2 separate regions of the Sus scrofa genome follow, and region 1 is linked to region 2. The links are chromatin contacts, called in public HiChIP or PLAC-seq maps. All regions are on one chromosome and are shown on one strand. Each heading gives the region's core, a stretch centred on a gene start, on an enhancer-like site or on the middle of the called end of the contact. The rest is flanking DNA. Distances are from core to core; before and after follow the strand shown.

The links. HiChIP or PLAC-seq counts read pairs in DNA pulled down with a chosen protein or histone mark.
Region 1: a contact with region 2 is called in an H3K27ac HiChIP or PLAC-seq map of alveolar macrophages. The contact joins the promoter of MFSD12 here to the promoter of CACTIN in region 2. A contact is called at or near these places in 1 of 5 promoter capture datasets (liver), 12 of 47 Hi-C or Micro-C datasets (blood, embryonic fibroblasts, epiblast stem cells and 5 more) and 2 of 2 datasets of contacts at active chromatin or transcription factors (alveolar macrophages and skeletal muscle).

The regions. Positions count from the first base shown.
Region 1 is chr2:75,094,193-75,100,143 of Sscrofa11.1, forward strand. It overlaps MFSD12 (major facilitator superfamily domain-containing protein 12), which reads left to right and starts at 4,339. Exons shown (of 10, transcript XM_021084115.1): 1 at 4,339-4,487. The coding sequence starts at 4,364. HMG20B (SWI/SNF-related matrix-associated actin-dependent regulator of chromatin subfamily E member 1-related) reads right to left here and starts at 4,374. Exons shown (of 10, transcript XM_021084120.1): 1 at 4,264-4,374; 2 at 3,942-3,997; 3 at 3,381-3,489; 4 at 2,676-2,879; 5 at 1,842-1,962; 6 at 1,466-1,509; 7 at 1,113-1,185; 8 at 662-877; 9 at 1-89. The coding sequence starts at 4,365.
Region 2 is chr2:75,046,489-75,052,999 of Sscrofa11.1, forward strand. CACTIN (cactin) reads left to right here and starts at 2,762. Exons shown (of 11, transcript XM_021084098.1): 1 at 2,762-2,999; 2 at 6,189-6,511. The coding sequence starts at 2,827. It overlaps PIP5K1C (phosphatidylinositol 4-phosphate 5-kinase type-1 gamma), which reads left to right. Exons shown (of 18, transcript XM_021084102.1): 18 at 1-410.

The DNA.
Region 1 (5,951 bases), core at 3,089-5,588, 49 kb after region 2:
CTCGTGCTGGGCGGGGTCGCGCTCGATGGCGCCGTGCAGCCGGGCCATGTAGAAGTCCAGGGTGCTGAGCGTGGGCGTCTCGCCTGTGCCTAAGGAGGCGGAGGACCGGTCAGCCCAGCCCAGCGGGGGAGTCACCGCGGTGTGGGCCTCACAGAAGCAAAAGTCAGAGGGTGGGAGCCTATAAGGGCGGAGTCCTTGGGAGGGGGCTACTGGGGCGCTTCAGTAAGGTCAGGGTAAATCTGGACCAGGGTAAATTAAGGTCAGTTGTGGGCAGGGGTCTGAAGATGGAAGTTGGGAAGAGCGGGGTCTTGAGGGCGGCGGGGGCTAGTGGGGAAGGGGAACTTTGGTCAGGTGAGGACACAACGCGGAAGGCGGGAACAGGAGAGGTCAGAGACCGGGAGGGAGGGTCAATATAGGCGGGGCTGGCGCGGGCAGGGCTTAACGAGGGCGGGACAGCTTCGGAGTAGTCGGGGGGCGGGGCCAGAAGGGGCGCGGCGAATGGAAGAGGGAAGTGCCGGTTTGTGCAGAGGCAGGAAGAGGGTGGGTAGGGGCTCGTGGGGCGTGGCCGGAGGGGTGGGACTCGTGGTAGTCGAAGTCAGTGGGGCGGGACTTGTGGGGGGCGGAGGGGGTGCGAGAGTTGTTGGGGGCGGGGCTTCCGCACCGGGCACCGGCAACGACGCGAAGCTGGCGGTGAGCGCCTGGCGCACCGCCTGGAGCTGCTGCTGTAGTGCCAGCGTCCGCCGCTCCTCCAAGGCCAGCTCCTGCTCCAGGCGCTCGCGCGCGCTGCTCATGCTCTGTGTGTGCCTCTGTAGCACCGCATTCTGCTCCTCGAAGGCCACGTTCATCTTCCGCAGGCGCCGCAGCTCCGCCTCCCGAGCTGCAGGCGGGGAGCCAGGTCAGAGCCTGGCGCTTCCCCGCCTTCCCGCTGCTCGGCCTTCACCCAGAGCTGTGCCCATCAGCCAGACCTTCCTTCACTGCTCTGCCTCCAGCCCCACCTCAGCTCCCGGGGCGGGGGAGGAAGGCACCCGCCGCCTTCCACCTCTGCGCCCTCTTGGCCCATCCTCTCTCCCTCCCACAGCCTGCTCTCCTAAGAACCCCTGGTGAGCACTTACCTTTGTTTTGGTCCAAGAATTCTTCAGTGAAGATGGGGACGTCGAAGGTGGAAAAGCCGTCACAGTCCCCACCCTGGGACGACAGGACAAGGTAGCATTTTTCTGGGGTGGGGGGTGAGGGGCAGCCAAACCCCTTCTGGGTCATCCCCTAAGCTTGGAAGGGTCTCCTCAGGCCACCTGGGTTAGAGTCCATTTAAGAGCCTTCCCCCTGCGTGGCCGCGCAGCCTCCGCTTGCACACATGTGGACCGGGAGCTCACTTCATCCCATGAGCGTTGGTCCTCGCTCACCCAGGGGTCTAAATACCTCCAGACCTTTCCCACTCAGGTGTTCTCCTCGGAGGAGGGGAGCTCACCTTGTGTCCATTCAAAAGGGTATTCATGAGCCCGGAGCCGGAGTCTTCTGGTGGGGAAGGGAGGAGGGCGGGGTCAGCCTCCCAGGCCTCCTCTGAACCTATGCTTTGCTTTGCATGTGCTGTTCCCCCTGCTTGGAACACCACCATTCCCCTCCCCCAATCAGCCCTACTCCTCCTGGGTCAAGCTCGAAGCCTGGGCTCCCCAGTGTCTGTGTGTGTCCCATCTGAGCGCTGATCAGGCCTGTTCACTCACAACTGTCTGGTTATGTGGGTCTCATTCCCATTGGCCCGTGAAAGCCCCATGAAGGGGGAGGTCGGTCTGCCTGTGTCACCGGTTGCACAGCAGGCACTCAGCTGTGCCTGGGGCCCTTTGCACCTTTCTTGATCTTCTTTTCCTGTATCTTCTCCGTGCACATCTTGTAGGCTTCGGACTGCTGGTACGCTCTCAGCTCCTTCATGTACTGCTGCTTCTCCCGTTCGGCCTCATCCAGGTACCGCTAGCGGGAGCAGCAAGAGAAGGCTTGGCTCAGTCTACCCCATCTCCATCATTCAGCTCACTGTTCTGACCCTTCCCACAGCTCCCTACTGCCCTCCAGACAAAACCCACCCTCCAGGCTGCTACTCAGGCCACCTCCTGACTCCCTGAACTCACCTACTTCACCCCAATTCCAGCGTTTATAAACCACTCCTTGTGTCTGACTATCTGCAGGCTCCCACGTCCAGGCTGGACTGCCCTCCCAAACCCACTTTGCTTGTTGAAATCCCACGTAGAGGGTGCAAGCTGGTGTGTTTTGTTTTTTTGTTTCTCCTTGATATTTTTGCAATTTTAAAATTAATTGCCAGATTTAAAAATCAGGTTTCCATCGAAAATGCAGCCCCCACCCTTCTTCTTTAGTATAATGTAGTTTATTTATTTATTTTTGACCACGCAGGCAGCATGCAGAAGTTCCTGAGCTAGGGATTGAACCCACGCCACAGCGGTGACAACACTGGATCCTTGACCTGCTGAGCCACCAGGTAACTCCCACATTGTTTAAGGTTTACCTCTGTTCCTGCGTATGGCTACCCTTTAACAAGCCGGAGAGAGCTAATAGGTGGTCACTTCTCCAGGCGGAAGGAAGGACACTCCACACCCTTTCCTTTGGGGTAAGTGGCTGCGGGTGAGTGTCTGAGCGTATGGAGAGAGGTCAGTGGTCTCGGCAGTCCCCACCTGCTTCTCCGCTGGCTGCAGCTTGCTCCACTCCGCGCCCAGCATCTTGGTAATCTCGGGAAAAGGCAGGTCTGGGTGGCGAGTACGAATCTGCTCACGCCGCTCGTTCAGGAAGCGCACGTAGCCGGTGACCGGTGCCTTAGGCCCATTGGGTAGGATCTTCTTCCGCTTCTTGCCCTTGGGCCAGCCGCGCTTCTTCACCGGCTGCAGAACCCAACCGGGCCGTTGGGAGGGGGCCTGAAGGGCTGGGGCTGGGCCCAGAGAGGAAGGGGCATGGCCCTGGATGGGTCCTAGCCAGGAGGTGGGACCCAGAGGCCTGGAGGTATGGCCTGGACAGAGTTCAGGATTGGAAGAGTGAGGTGAGGAAAACCCTGGCCAGGGGTGAAGGGATCAAAGGGACTGGGGTCAGAGGATCAGCCCATGGATGCGGCAGGCTTGTGGTGTGGGCGTGGGCTCTGGGCGTGGGCGTGGTTTCTGTACTGGAGGCGATCTTCTGGCAGTGGGCGAAGCTGGCATTCGGCGATGGGCGGGGCCTGAGCTTAGAGTGGCAGGGGAGCTTCTGGTGGCGTGGTATTTGGCACTTGGGCGGGGTCTCAGCATCTTGAGGGAACTCTGGTCGGTGGGCGGAGCCACAGCGAATTCATATTGAACTCGGGGCGGAGCTTCAAGGCTAAGGGTCGCCGCCCCCAAAGTGCAGGGACTCACCTCCTCCTCGTGGGACCCCTTCTCTCCTGCCCGCGGGCCCTCGATGCGCTCTTGCTTGACAGCAACCACGAATCCCCCGTGCTGTCCTGGAGTCTTACCGCTCGCCGACCTGGAGACACGGGAAGCCAGGGTCACCCCACTCTCCAAACCCGAAGGCGGAGCTGGCAGCTCGAGGGCTGAGTCCTTAGAGGGGTTTGAGGTAATCAGGATTGGGGGTGGGGGGCTGAGACAGCAGGGGCACTACCGGAGCCACAGGGACCTGGGAGAGTCTGGAACCTAGGGATCATCCTCACTACCCCCCACCTCCGACGGTATCACTGGCAGCTAAGGGCCTGAATTCTGGAAACAGAGGTCTGAGGGGGTCAGGATCCGAGGATGGGGACCCCTTAAAGGCTAGAGCCCAGGAATTGGGAAAAGCTGGTGAGGGCCCGAGGGGGAGGGCCTGCTCCAGGTTGGGGGAGTCAAGACCGTGGGGGGCAGGGGTCGAAGAGCTCCTACGCGACCTGGGGGGCGCCCAGGCTGTAGCCCAGAGTGGGCTGGGGGAGGGGATGTCGCACTCACGCGGCAGCCGCGCCGGGCTGCTTGGGGCCGTGGGACATGGCCGCTCCCGGCCGCACCTGGAAAGCACAATCGTGGCCGAGTGAGGGTCTCTCGAGCAGCTGACGGCGGGGTCTGGCTGTGGAGCCCCGGAATGCCGGGGGGGGCAGGATCCGGGGACAGGGAGGCCCTCGAGGGCGGGCGCCCCAGGGATCCTTTGTTGGACGATCGCCCCCCAGGAGACCCAGGTCCGCAACCCCCGGCTCGGGAGGGGCCCCGCCCTGATCCTGGGACCCCCACGCCCCCCGCTCTCTCGCAGGGCCCCGACTTCTGCGGCTGTTTTCACCTCGAAAGAAACTTTCCCGGACCTCTCGGCTGCTGCGACGCTCCAACCAACCGCTCCAAGCCCGCCCCTGCCGCCTGCTCCGCCCCACCCCGCCCCCGGCATGCTAATAAAGGCTCGGCGAGCGGTCGGATTGGGTGTGCCCTACCCATGGGGCGTGGCCATGCAGATGAAGGTCGGCGCGCCCGTTGGTGATTGGCTGGGGCAGACGCTGAGCCGCGTGGGAGGTTAGTGGGAAAGGCTGCGGGCGGGTGCGTCAAGTTCGGCTGTGCTCGGCCCGCTCTCGGGACCAATCAGGATGCTTTGAGGCACCGCCGGGGCGGAGCCTCTTAAAGGGCCAGTAGATGCGGCAAGAATTTTTCCTTCGTACGTAAAGGGGAGACTCCACGCCCCTGCGGGATCCCGGGACCAGTGGGCTGTGTCGGGCTCGGCCCTAGTTGCCATGGGGCTGGCGGCAGGTTGCTAGGGAAGGGGTTGATCTTTGGGAGCAGCTCCTTTCCCCACGGCAAAGTGGGATATGTTCTTAGCAAACCTGGCGGGGAAGTTTCCCATTTATTGACTGGACTTGGAGCCGCGGTCGTGTCCTGCCTTGCTCTGAGCCGGAGGCCTCTGGATGCAGGGGCCTCAGCTTTTCCTTTTATGCAATAGGGGTTTTGTAGTGTCCAGGACCAGAAGGCTGCGAGGTTGAGACTGGGAGCTGGGCTGGAAGCATTTGGGGAAAGGTGGTGGGGACAGGAAGGCTGCAAGGACCTCATGAAGGTGGAGGGCTAGGAGACTCTGCCCCGGAATCTTGAGGAACCCCAGGCAGCAGCCCGATCTTCTCACAGCATGGACCGGGGTTGCCTCTGCGCCCAGAATGGTAGTTGTGGCCACTGGGTGTTCGTGATGGTTCATTAGAGTCTAAACAATCTGTCCAGATCACCTCCCTGCTCTCACCTCCCTTCACTTTTCCCCTCACTTTCTCCACACCAGCGACCTCGTTGTTCTTCACGTACATCCGTTTCATTCATTCCCTCCTCTGGACTTTTGCACTCGCTCTTCCTTCTACCTGGAGTGTCCCTCCCCGAGATTAAATGTCCCTCTTTTCAGTGATATTTTCCAAGGCTTGTACCCCACCCCATACACCAGTCTTATCTTTTCTCCATATGAGCTGCCTGTTTGCTCGTTGCTGTATTCCTAGCACCCAGAACAGTGCCCACAGGTGCTCTAATACATAGTCATTGAATAAACAATTGAATGAATCATGTAAATTTCTAACAAGCAAGAGCAGCTGCTTTGAAAAACAATCTGGCAGCTGGAAAAAAAAAGCAAAAGAAAACATGGAGTTACCATGCCATCCATCAATTGCACTCCTAGGGATATACCCAGGAGAATTAAAAACATACCTATATACAGAAACTTGCACATGAATGTTTTCAGCAGCCTGATGCTCACAATAGTGAAAAAGTGGAAGCAGCCCAAATATCTATCAGTTGGTTAATAGGGAAATAATGTGGTCCATCCATCCAATAGAATATTACTGGCCTTAAAACGAATAAATTGCTGATTCATGCTATGACGGGATAAGCCTTGAAAACATTAGGCTCAGTGAAAGGTGCCAGTCACAAAGGGCCAAACAATGTGTGTTTCCATTTACATGAAGTGTCCAGAACAGGCAACTGCAGGGAGATAGGAAGTGGATTAGTGGTTGC
Region 2 (6,511 bases), core at 1,512-4,011:
TCCCTTGCCATGGTACTGTCGCTGCAGCCCCTCGGCCCCCACCCCGGGACGAGCACCCTTGGCCTCCTCCCTGGTGGTTCAGTTGCATCGCCTGTCCCCACCCCAACCTCGTTTTTATGGCTGAACTGATTTCGAAACAGCAAAACTGCAAACCTTGTGTGTCTTAATTCTCTCCGGGGGTTCTGTGTGCTCAGCCCCCGTGGTCTGGTGTGTGACAATCTGGAGCACAGTCTCCTCAGGCACAGGATGTCGTCCCGCTCAAACCCAGAGCTGTGGGCGCCTCTGTGACCCTGCAGCCACTGCTGGCCCAATAACACTTGTATGCAGCCCCAGACCCCCAGCCCCTGTCCCGCTCCCCCACCTTTTTACGTTGAAGAGATCTCTCTAATAAATCGGGTAATAAGCGTCAACTGTCTCGCTGTACAACAACTCTGTGTGCATTCCGATGGTCTGGGTGGGAGTTTAAGGACTGACTTTGAACAGCAAAGAGAAACTTTAGTAAGAATTGAGAGAATTAAATAACAGCAACAACAACAGACCCTACTGCCTTAATGGCTGTGGCCTCCTTTGGGTTATAGTTCAGCTCGGAAAAACACTCAAAGGAACAAACACTCAGATTTTGTATTTGTCCTGCCAGAGTCACTCAAGTTGAGTAATGCACAGACCCATTTTAAGAGGAAACTATTTCTCCCAGACTCCCTATTTGAGAAACTCTGTGCTGGAAGTAATATTCTGTTTATAAGCAAGCTCTTGGAGACCCCGTTTTAATCACAGACTAGAGAGCATGGCTAGTTTATACACTAGACTTGTAGGTGATCTCGATTGTGCTCACTTTTTGTTCACAGATGAGGATTCAGATACTCTCAAGGATGTGTCTGCGTTGTGAAAATCATGTTTGGGACCATCCTGTCACCAGAACAACCCGTATTCCATGACAGGCAGTTATCAGGGGTTCCCTCTGTGCCCTCACCCCTACCTGAATCTCAACAACAAGCAGAGCATACAAAGCTAGCATTTAGTGTTGTGTTAGGGAGTTGTGTTACAAGATGAACGTTTAAAGGAGCTCCTGCTGTGGTGCAAAAGAATTTGCAGCGCCAAGACACAGGTTCAATCCCTGTTCCGGCACAGTGGGATAAACGACCCAGAGTTGCCACAACTGGGGCTTGGATCTGATCCCCAGCCTGGCAACTCCATATGCCTTGGGGTGGCTGAAAAAATTAAAAAAAAAAAAAAAAGATAAACATTGAAAGAGGGCAAAGCTGAACCACCAAGTTCAAATCCCAGCTCTATGCTGTCTCATTGGGCACAGAGGTATTAGAATAACATTCCTGGAGTTCCCATCGTGGTGCAGTGGTTAACGAATCTGACTAGGAACCACGAGGTTGTGGGTTCGATCCCTGGCCTTGCTCAGTGGGTTGAGGATCTGGTGTTGCCGCGAGCTGTGGTGTAGTTCACAGACGTGGCTCAGATCCCGCATTGCCGTGGCTCTGGCATAGGCCGGTGGCTATGGCTCTGATTAGACCCATAGCCTGGGAATCTCCATATGCCACCGGAGCGGCCCTAGAAAAGGCAAAAAGACAAAAAATGACATTCCTTCTCTGGTCCTCACTTTCCCCATCTACAAAATGGGTTGATGGGGAATTTAGGTTTTTTTTTTAAGCTTTGACTCCACAACCTTGTAGATCAACTATATTTCTTTCTTTTGTCTTTTTAGGGTCACACCCGTGGCATGTGGAAGTTCCCAGGCTAGAGATTGAATTGGAGCTGCAGGCGCCAGCCTACACCATAGCCACAAAAATGCCAGAGCAGAGCTACCTCTTTGATCTATACCACAGCTCACAGCAATGCTGGGTCCTTAGCGGGGCCAGGGATTGACAAACTTTCGTCCTCATGGATACTAGTCGGGTTCTTTACCAGTGATCCATAATGGGAACTCCCTCAAATATATTTCAATAAAACTTAAAAAAAAAAAAAGCAAGAGTTCCTTTCGTGGCTCAGCAGTTAACGAACCTGACAAGGATCCATGAGGATGCAGGTTCGATCCCTGGCCTCTATTAGTGTGTTAAGGATCCAGCATTGCCCTGAGCTGTGGTGTAGGCTGCAGACGCGGCTTGGATCCTTCGTTGCTATGGCTGTGGTGTAGGCCGGCCCCTGTAGCTCTGATTGGACCCCTAGCCTGGGAACTTCCATATGCCGCGGGTGTGGACCTAAAAAGCCAAAAAGAAAAAAAAAAAAAGCTTAACCCCTGAAACACAGTAAGTATTCATTGGCGGGTGGTAGAGCATGATGATGACTCTCACAGAGGGTCAATCCAGCCTCTAGTGCTTTTCGGTCCCCATCCCAGCTCCTTGAGCTATCTGGACGAGAAACTCCCCGGACACGCCTCCCTTGGCCACGCCTTCTATTGACCCCGCCTCCTAGGCTTCACCCACGCTGGCCCCACTTCCTCTCTGGACGGGCTTCTTCTTGGTCCCGCCTCATCAGGCTCCGCCCCACTCGCAGTTCCTGATTCGCTCTTGCTCAGCCCACAGATGCAGGTTCCCTGAGGCGCGAGGACCCACCTGAGCCTGCCCTTAGTACTGCCTTAAGAGCGAGTCCCCCATCCCTGGCGGCGACAGTCCGGCAGAAGTCCGTCACAGAGGACCCACTTAAGGACAGTTTGGAGGTTACGGGGCTCCAGAGTCCCCGCGGTATGGGGCTGCGGGATGGGTTCCTATCTTCCTGTTCAGGCGCGGACGGGGCAGCGAGGCACGCGCCGCGAGGGAGGAAGGCCCCCGGCGCAGGCCCCGGATATTTGTGTCAGCGCCGCCGGTACCGTCCCAGCCGATGGGTCGGGACACACGCTCGCGTTCGCGGTCCGCTGGTCGCAGGAACCGGAGACAGCGGAGTAGGAGCGGAAGTCGGAGCCGAAGTCGGAGTGGGAGCCATGGGCGGAGAAGCCGACGGCGCCGGGACGACGAGGGGCGGCGCAGGCGGAGGCGGAGGAGCCGGGATCGCAGGTAGGGTAGCTGTGTGAGCCGCGCTGGTGGGTCCGGCTCCAGCCCTCGGGGAGTTGGGAGGCTCCGAGTTAGGGAAGACTTCTTGAAGAAGGGGACGTCTGAGCACGTCGGAATTAACTAGACAGCGACAAGAAAGTGAAAAGCATTCCAAGCAAGGCACCTGGTAGCTGGAGGTACAGCAAGAAGAGCAGTGAGCGGGGCGGAGCGGAGTAGATGAGTTTGGAGAGAAAGTAGGAGACCAGATCGTGCAGTCGTGCGTACCGTGGTAAAGGGTTTGACTGTTATCTGGAGGGCTGTGGAGGATTTTGAACCAGGGAGTGATGTGATCTGGATTACCTTGCAGAACTCCCGCTTGCTTTCGCGTGGAGAAGGGACTGAGTGGGTACGCAAGAGTGACACCAGGGAGGAAAAAAATAGTACAGCTGTCCAGGCAACAGATGATGATGGCTTTCGGGAGAGGTAGGCTGTAATGAGGTACACTGGGAAAAGTAGCTCAATTTGAGAGGGATTTCAGAAGGAGAAGTGACAACCCTTGCTAATGGAGGTAGGCTGTGAGAGGGGAGAATTGTTGATGATGGTGGCAGAAGTCAGTTAATTCCCCAGACTTGGTGCTTAGCTTCCCTTCAGCCCATGGTCCTTTTCTTTTGGAGATGAAACACCTGGATTGAGTTGAGTCTGCTTCAACACAAAGAAATCAGCACCATGATAGGGACTGACTCTCAGACCTGTGTCCCAGTGCTGGCTCAGCCCATAACTGGCTCTGACACTCAGGCCAATCCCTGCCCCACTACGGTCCATGTTTCCTCATCTCTGTCCCCAAGACCTAAATGGGGCTTCTCCATCCATATGCACTGTCTCCTATTACTCCAGCCTGTTCTTCACACATAACCAGACTGGCACTAGTCAGACATAGCTGATCACCCTCTAGGTTTGAGATCTGGCTTTTCCTTTTGAGTCTCATAGGGTTATTCCCATCCAGGAATTCTAGGAAGAAAGAAGGTAGCAGAAATAGTAAAGAGATGGTTTAAACCAGGGTTTAGGAGTCCCAGTGCAGCAGGTTGAGAATCCGACTGCAGGGAATTCCTGTTGTGGCACAGCGGAAGCGAATCCAGCTGGTATCCATGAGGATGCAGTTTTGATCCCTGGCCTTGCTCAGTGGGTCAGGGATCAGCGTTGCCGTGAGCTGTGGTGTAGGCCAGCAGCTGTAGCTCCAATTCCACCCCAAGCCTGGGAACTTTCATATGCTGCAGGTGCAGCCCTCAAAAGACAAAAGCTGAAAAAAAAAAAAAAAAGAATCCAACTTCAGCGGGTCTGGTGCCTGCAGAGATGCAGATTTGATCCCTGGCCCTGTGCAGTGGGTTAAAGGATCCGCCATTGCCACAGCTGTGGTGTAGGTTGTACACCACAGACCCAGAAAAACAAAAAACTAGGCTTAGCAAACTACAGTCTGTGGACCAATAATAGTTTTTACATGTTTAAATGATGAGGGGGAAAAAAATCAAGAGTAATATTTCATGATACGTAAAAATTAGATGAAATTCAAATTTTGAAGAGTTCCTGTCATCGCTCAGCGGTGACGAATCCAACTAGTATCCATGAGGATGCGGGTTCAATCCCTGGCTTTGCTCAGTTGGTTAAGGATCCAGCATTGCCTTGTGAGCTGTGGTGTAGGTCCCAGATGTGGCTCCGATCCAGCATAGCTATGGCTGTGGCATAGGCCAGCAGCTGTTGCTCCAGTTAGACCCCTAGTCTGGGAACTTCCATATGCCATGGGTGTGGCACTAAAAAGCAAAAAAAAAAAAAAAAAAAAAAAAAAAAAAAAGAAGAAGAAGAAGAAGAGAAAAGAAATTCAAATTTTGGTGTCCAGACATAAAATTTTATTGACCAGATTTACAAATCTATGCCCATTTGTTCACGTACTGTCTGTGGCTACTTTTTGTTTGTTTAGGGCCTCACCTGGGCATATGGAAATTCCCAGGCTAGGGGTCAAATTGGAGCTGCAGCTGCCGGCCTACACCACAGCCACAGCCATAGCCACAGCCACACTAGATCTGAGCTGCATCTGTGACCTACACCGTAGCTCACAGCAACACTGGATCCTTAACCCACCGAATGGGGCCAGGGATGGAACCCTCATCCTCATGGATACTAATAGGGTTCGTTACCACTGAGCCACAACAGGAACTCTGTGTTTTCTGAAGATTTTAGTTATTCACAAGACTTAGCCGCCCTAGATAAGGAATTAAGAGTCTGTGTCATTTATGAAGATTTGACCAAATTTGTAGTTTGTATTTAAGGACTTCAAAATAATTGGTTTTCATGGTGTAAGTGTTTGTTTGTTTGTTTGTTTGTTTGTTTTGGGCCATACCTGCAGCCTGCAGAAGTTCCCAAGCCAGGAATCGAAACCATGCCACAACAGCAACCCAAGCTGTTGCAGCAACACTGGATCCTTAACCTGGCGTGCCACAAGCTCACTCCTCATGGTGTAGATTTTTTGACTTGAGCTTAATAAGTGGAGCATTTAATAAAATTAAGACATATTTAGTTTCTCAGAGGCCCCCAACATTAAAGGATCTACCCCCAGTGTTCATAGATTGCCTTCCCTGCCTGTAGTGCCCTTCCATGGCTCTGTTTTCCTGCCATTGTTTCTCCAGTTCACTCCTCCCATCCTGTAGGACCAGTTAAACACCACTCCTGTAAGCCCTCCCTTGACACCTTGGACAGCGCTTACAGCTCATGCACCATCTGGCCCCAGCCTTCCCTCCCTCCCTCCTGCACTCCCCCTTATTCACTCCGCTCCAGCCACACAGACCTACCTGCTACTGCTTGAATATGCCAAGTAAATTCCTGCCCCAGGGCCTTTGCTCTTGCTGTGCCCTCTGTCTAGGTCACCATCTCCCCAAAACTCCCTTCCCTATTTCTCCAATGTTACCTCCTCGGAGAGATCCCCCCTGACCTCCCCATGCCCTAATGCCACATCACTATCTTTGTGATTCATTGTACCATCTAGTGTCACACTGTGTGTTTACTTGTTGACACTGCAAAGCAGGGATTGTCAATGTTTTGGTCATCGCTCTGTCCCCAGAACCTAGAACAGCTCCTGGTACCCATTCGGAGCCCGCTAAACAGCTGTGGAATGGATGCCTGGCCAGCAGGCCATGAGCAGAGCTCTGTGGCTTCCCTCCACAGGTCAGATTCAGATGAAGAGCGGTGGCGGCAGCGGCGAGGCAGGCAGAGCCGGAGCCCCCCACCGCCCCACTGGCGCTCCCAGGACCTGTCCTCTCAGTCCGACTCTGGCGATGAACGGCAGCAACAGCGGGGCCGATGGGCCCGCCGGCGCCGGCAAACACGCTCCTGGACCCCGGGCTCCTCGGCGTCTAGCTCTGCATCCCCAGACCACCCCGCAAGCCCCCGGGAGGCAGCGGAAGCCCTGAGCCAGCGGCAGAGCCTGCAGGAGCGACTGAGGCTGCGTGAGGAGCGGAAGCAGCAGGAGGAGCTGATGAAGGCCTTTG